2 separate regions of the Mus musculus genome follow, and region 1 is linked to region 2. Evidence: chromatin contacts called from public Hi-C data. All regions are on one chromosome and are shown on one strand. Each heading gives the region's core, a stretch centred on a gene start, on an enhancer-like site or on the middle of the called end of the contact. The rest is flanking DNA. Distances are from core to core; before and after follow the strand shown. Region 1 overlaps Skap1 (src family associated phosphoprotein 1). Region 2 holds the start of Abi3 (ABI gene family, member 3).

Evidence for each region. Hi-C and Micro-C count contacts between places; a contact is called where the count stands out from the background.
Region 1: a Hi-C map of pre-B cells shows a contact between it and region 2, with 6 times the contacts expected there. The contact joins the enhancer-like site here to the promoter of Abi3 in region 2. A contact is called at or near these places in 2 of 39 promoter capture datasets (both in the C10 cell line), 2 of 484 Hi-C or Micro-C datasets (the C10 cell line and pre-B cells) and 1 of 115 datasets of contacts at active chromatin or transcription factors (embryonic forebrain).

Annotation. Positions count from the first base shown.
Region 1 is chr11:96,641,299-96,644,417 of GRCm38.p6, forward strand. The region is part of intron 4 of Skap1 (src family associated phosphoprotein 1); the gene reads left to right. Among named protein-coding and RNA genes, the nearest start is that of Gm38960, 100 kb to the left of the region's middle. Within about 2 kb of position 1,348, at least 46 of the 459 cell types and tissues checked have an H3K27ac peak or open chromatin away from gene starts, as enhancers often do. A contact at or near this core is called in pre-B cells, where this site is marked.
Region 2 is chr11:95,840,980-95,844,038 of GRCm38.p6, forward strand. Abi3 (ABI gene family, member 3) reads right to left here and starts at 1,460. Exons shown (of 8, transcript NM_025659.4): 1 at 1,042-1,460. The coding sequence starts at 1,167. It overlaps Gngt2 (guanine nucleotide binding protein (G protein), gamma transducing activity polypeptide 2), which reads left to right and starts at 1,689. Exons shown (of 4, transcript NM_001038664.2): 1 at 1,689-1,816; 2 at 2,833-2,916.

The DNA of each region.
Region 1 (3,119 bases), core at 98-2,597, 800 kb after region 2:
ACATAGAGAAACCTTGGAAAAAAAAAAGAATAAAAAGTGTGTGCTGCTTTTAGAAAATAATTTAAAGCTGGGTCTTTAGCTCAGTGGTAGAATGCCTGCCTAGCAAGTACAAGGGCTGAAGAAAATTAAAATAAAGAAGCTGGACATGACACTGTATGCTTGTAGTTCTAACGCTTGCTTTGGAAATGGAAACAGGAGGGTCCTCATGTGTCAGTCTAAGCTGCATAGTAAGTTCTGGGCTAGCCTGATCTATGGACCACATAACAAGAGCCTGTCTCAAAACTGATGAAACAAGGGCCAGCAAAGTGGCCCAGTGGGCAAAGCACCTGCCCAGAAACCTGATTTTTTGATCCTGGAAACTCACGTGGGAGGGGAGAACAGCTACCCCATAAGTAAATAAATAATAGACAAATGTGAAAATAGGATCAAAATTTAAAAATCAGAGTGTAGGATAAGCTTTATGAACACTTAAATTACTTTTGGGAAATGGTAAATATCTCTGAAATTCAAGAAGGACAGTTACTGTAGCCAACTGGGGAACTGTCTTCTCTCGTTGTATCCTGTGAGACTCTCAGAGCTGCCAATCATCCCTCGGGCAGGTGCTTCCACAAGAATGAAACTGTCTCCAAGAAGGACCGAGTCAAAGGGTCACACCTCCATCTGTGCCCAAATTCAGAAAGTGAAGGCTACACTCTTTCTCCAGCTCTGGCATAAACAAAGGGCTTTATTCCAAAACTGTGCTTACATTCTTCCTATATGTGCTCAGGGATCCAGAATCAAAGACAAATGAGGGGACTCCTCGTAGCCTCTAGGGAAGCTCTACGGCAGCCAGCGGTTCTCAGCCTTCCTGCGGCTGCGACCCTTTAATACAGTGCCTCGTGTTGTGGTGACCCCCCCCTCAACTGTAAAACTATTTCCATTGCTACTTCATAACTGTAATTTTTCTACTGTTATGAATCACACCGTAAACATCTGATATGCAGGATATCCAATATGTGACACCCCTCCCAAGGGGGTCACGACCCACAGGTTGAGAATCACTGCTCTTCAAGCCCACAATGCTCTTCAGCTCTTTTACTGTGTGCGCACGTGTAATCTTAAACAAACCCCCTGACCCATGTTCTCTGGGGTCACATCTTCCTCTAAGTGCATCTTCCTGGCCGTTGCTAAGCGTTTGGGTTCCCAAGCTTCCTTTAATACATACAACTGCCATCCGCACCAGCTTCCTTTCTTCCCATCCACTTCTGTTGGCTTTAACAGGAAGTCTACTTGCCTGGCCAGGCCCAGCTGTGAGCAGGGGCTTGAGTGAGAGGTATTTATGACCTGACAGGAAGCTGCAGCTAAAGATGAAGCTGACTGGTGGCTGTTAGCAGGAGAAGGAAGTGTTTATGACCCCATCTGCTGGTTTCAATAGGATAGACCTGCCTTTATGGCGTCAGCCTCCCCTTGTGACTTCCTTCCATTTGGGCAGTGATAGCTTATTTCAAGATGTTCCCACCCAACACGCGCTGTTGTCCCCTTTGTTTAGGGGGTGATGAGGAAGGAAAGACTTTGTTTCTGGAATGTGGGGATGGGGCAGTTTTGATGGTTTGTGACTCAAGCTGGAGAAAGGCTTCCTTGGAGCTGACTGTGTGGATCCAGGAAAGCCACCCGCATCCTGCTGCCTCTTTGACTGCTAACTACCATGAGAGCACGGCCATATTAATGCTGGCCGCTGTGGGGCGGTTAGGCTAAGCATTACCAAACCCTGTTTTAACTAGAGTGACGCTGGCTTGACTTCTTGGCCGGTGGGGAGAAAGAATAACTTTCATATAGTTAATTCCTTGCTTCTTAACTTTCATTTACCTTTCATACTTTCCTGCCTCTCAACTTTTTTCTTCTACAGAAAGAAACCCTTGAAGCCAACAGAGGCAGTATCTGCTCAGATCAAAACTCTTATAAACGTAATATAAGCAAGATTAACCCCTTCCTTATAGCCATCCAGGTTAGGAGTGTCTAGAGATGGCAATTCATTTGTGGAAGTGCCCAAAATGTAGGAGTTGTCTTATTACTCAACTGCTCACTCGCCGCTGAAACCTGTGTTTTCTGTATATTAATCAGACTTCCAGTTTACTGCAGAATGACTATCTTTCTTTGGTTTTATTTGTGCTTCCCCTAGGCCCATTAGTACAGATGAAATTTTATATTAAATTGCTCAAATAATCAACACAGTACGTGTAAATCAAAGTCTTTAGCTCCAGTGGCATTATTTGAGTGGGTATCGATGAATCAGTTCAATGTGATTTCTTTCCCCTGTTGCAAAACCAGGATTTCTTTCCTTTTAAAGATCCCATGTCTAAAACATGGTGTTTGCTAAATTTCATTCTCTCTCTCTCTCTCTCTCTCTCTCACACACACACACACACACACACGAGAGAGAGAGAGAGAGAGAGATTCATGAGTTTGTCTGATTTACAGAATAGAAGGGGAAACTTTTTGTTTGAAGTTAAATCACCCCCTACTGAGCTTACGTGTGTCCTTTAGATCCTATCTTCAGCCAGGCAGTGGTGGCGCACGACTTTAATCTCAGCACTAGAGAATCAGAGGCAGGTGGACTTCTGTGTGTACAGAGTAAGCTCTAAGATCCTATCTTCATTTTCACTGGGAGCAGGGAGAGGTTGGAAGGTGAGAGAACAAGGTGGCCTGGGCACCTCCAGCGAACTCCACAGTAATATTTTTAAATGGAAGACACTGCAGTTGAGTTGTATGAATGAGTTTCAGCTCTGTAACTGACTACCTGACGACTGGGAGGTTACAGTGTACGACCAGCTACACTTTGCAGTAGCGCTCAGGTAGAGGCAATTCTCAAAGTGGGACTCTTGGGTGGTCATGTCCCCTCCATGCTCTTAATACCGACACTGCACTAAGAGCCTTGTGAGAACACAAATACCGTAATGCAAGAGCTGAGCCTTGATTTTCTACCAACAGAAGTTCCTCCAATACATATGCTAAGCTTGTTTCCCAGGCCTTGTAATGTTGAATAGACCAGGGAGTCCAGTCCCACATTTATCCAGTACACTCCCTGACAACAGAGTGTAAGCCAATCCCACCTGCACCTCCCTGAGACTTTCTTTTGGGCC
Region 2 (3,059 bases), core at 210-2,709:
GGGGTACAGATAAACTGTCCAGCGCCATACACTATATCAGACAGATAGAAGGATGGAGAGGAAGGGGCTCAGATGAGAAGGCAGGGAAGCCATGCTTGGCTCTGCTATCCAGAGCTGGGTGACACACACACACACACACACACACACACACACACTGCTGTTTTCGCATTCATCTACAGGAATTATAGTCTTTGTTTCACATGGTGGCTGTGAGGGTGGGCAATCATAAAGTCCTCTCTGCCCATCTTCCTTCCCCAGGAGTCAATGTTATATGAGCAAGACTACTCCAGGGTGGAGTGGAGCTTAGCTCAGCAGAAGAGGTTTTCCCAGACAGCCCTGGGCTCCCCTCCCAATGCCTTAGAAACTGAAACAAAACGACTTGACACAAACAATGGCCAGGTGAGGTGGTGGGAGCCTGTAGTCCCAGCACTGAGGGAAGGCTGAGACAGGAGGATTGTAAATCTGAGGCCAGCCTGGGCTACAATGAACTCAAGGGCAGCCTGGGCAACAGTGAACTCAAGGTCAGCCTGGACTACAGTGAACTCTAAGGCAGCGGAGGCCACACAGTGAGACGCTGTCTCAAAATCCACACATTGTGGAAAGGTCTGCGGCTGCTCTACAGTGCCTCTCATTTCCCAGCAGCCAGACTGGGAGTCCCCTGCCTCTGCACCACACCGCGTTCTTTCCTCAGGGTCTGCTCCGACTCTCCTCTGTTCCCCCTCAAACATCAAGGGACAAACCCCTTTCCCGTGAGTGGGAAGTGTTCTGGTTCCCCTAGAGCCAGCTTAAAGACAGTCCCGGCACCTGTGAGAGGTAAGGTGTGAGAATCGATTATAGATACAGCGTTATACACATACCCTCTACCTCTGAGGCTATGGCCCGAGAACAAGGGCTATGGCTTTTAGGAAGCTTGGGGATTGCGTTGAAGCCTGAAGATTGCTCAGCCAAGGCAGGAACAGATACCTGTCAGATGACCCTACCAGAGGGACTATGCTGCAGGTCCCTGTGAGGTGTATCCTGACCTGAGCCATCTCCACTTACCTGCAAGTAGTTATCCTCGCAGTAGTTGGCCACCCGTAGCAGGGCGCTGTGGTTGCCCCGCAGAGCCTCCCGGCCCGTGGGGATATCAAACTCCTGCAGCTGCTGTAACTGCTGCAGCTCCGCCATGGCTTGGCCTCGGTGGGGTTCCCTGGGGAGCCTGCTGGGTTTTGAGCCTCACCCTGCCCCTGATTGGCCGCTCTGCCTTCCCTCCCTCTGCTTTTGGTTTCCTCTGCGTGAGAGACTCAAACCTGCCTGTAAAGGGGTAGGCATGCTCATTCCGGGACAAGAGGAAGTCAGACCCTGGGCCCTGGGCCTGGGCCTCTCTGTACCCTGCTCAGGAGAAGGGGGAAACCAGGGGCCTGTTGGGGGCTCGGTCTCTCAATCTCACCAAGCAAAGGAAGCCAAGGTCGGGGCATCTGTGATTGCTCCCTGGTCCTGGAGAGGAAGCTAGTTGATGGGGGGATGGGGTAGTAGAGACAGGAGGAAGGGGCTGGCCTGCTATGGGGGTGGATTTTCCACTCATGGAAGAGGGGAGGAAAGGGCAGAGGGTGGGGGCTTCCTTGGGAAGCTTGGGATGAGTCACCACGGGATTGGGGAGTGGAGGGTGGATAGGATATGGAGATAAGTCATACTGGGGGGGGGGGGGTGGGGCTGGGCTGGCAGTACAGCTCCAGTGGTAAACAGCTCCCGCAGCAGCAAGAAGAATCAGGGTTAGACACCAGGAAGACACAGCTAGAGTTGCTGAATAACTGTGGGCAAGCCTGTGAAGGGTCAGGTAGGAAGTCCTGTGACCAGTATTTGTGCCTAATGATGGTAGGAGAAGGTGAAATTGACCAAATAACTAGTACAGGGACTCGGATCAGCAACAGGAAGGCCTTGGATGTGAGACAACACTGGTCCAGATGGATGTGTGGGCTGGAGGCAGCGCTGGTGAACAGAGCGCTGAGTGCGTTAACCAGGAGTTGGAAAGTCCAATGGTTCTGTCTTAAGCTTGAGTTCAAGGAGGTCCCAGATGTGAGTGGGGGGGATTTGATTCTGCATCTGGGATGGCTTTACAGAGCCCCTCCCCCTCCCAGTCTGTCATCCTCCTGGCAGAAGAGGAACCTCTCTAACCACACTGGTTCCTTAACATTTCCTCAAGAATGTCCCTTGCTATTGGACAAATGTCAGCCAGAGCTCTGCTAAATGTCATAGTGGTGTCAGGTGGTCCTGGGAGAGGCGAAGGGAAGGAGCAGGCTGTAAGGGGAGTGTCGGGGACTGAAGAGAAGGGAGTTCCACACTCCAGGGAGGACACGGAGGCCAAGAAGCAAAAGACATGGCATTAGGGTGGACACGGCCACTGGATACTAACTGTTGAGCATTGGAACTGAGGGTGTGTCTTTATGGAGTGAATGCAGAGTGAGCCTGAAGACCCTTGTGCAGTGAAATTATGGAACCCACTAATGGAAAGCACAGGGGGCTTCAGGAGGGAGAAAGCTAGGAGCTGTTGGCATGGGGAGGAGCAGGCTTGGAGCAGGCTTTGTGATGGAGAGAGACAGGCTAGTGGGGCAGTAGGCTAGAGGGAAGCTGTGGGGCGGGGAGAAGGGGTGTGGTCACTAAAGGAGAGAGGCTGATGGAGTTTGCTCCGGGGGCCCACAATGGAGATGGCCTGTTTTAGAACGTTAGTGTCTGCTGTGGATGAGCGGAGGACTGACTGGGAGGCTCAGCTAGAATCAGGACTTAGCACCCTGAGCTCATGATCAGCTTAGGCAGCAGAGATTTGGCTTTGCCAACCATCTGTTTCATCTGAAGATTTCTCAGCTGATGAGGCGCTAGGAAGTTCAAACACCATTGTGTCTGGGTCCTGGACCGGTGATCTGGAGAGAGCTCTAACAGGTAAGGAGGCCTTGGGGCACTGGGCTGGGATCTAGTTTTAGCATGACTCAGTTTAAGCACCAGGCTGGCTCTCTCATGGTTGCCTGGAGTTTTGATGGTAATAATGTTATTGTCGGAAATAAGAAGACGAAGAAATGTGCCCT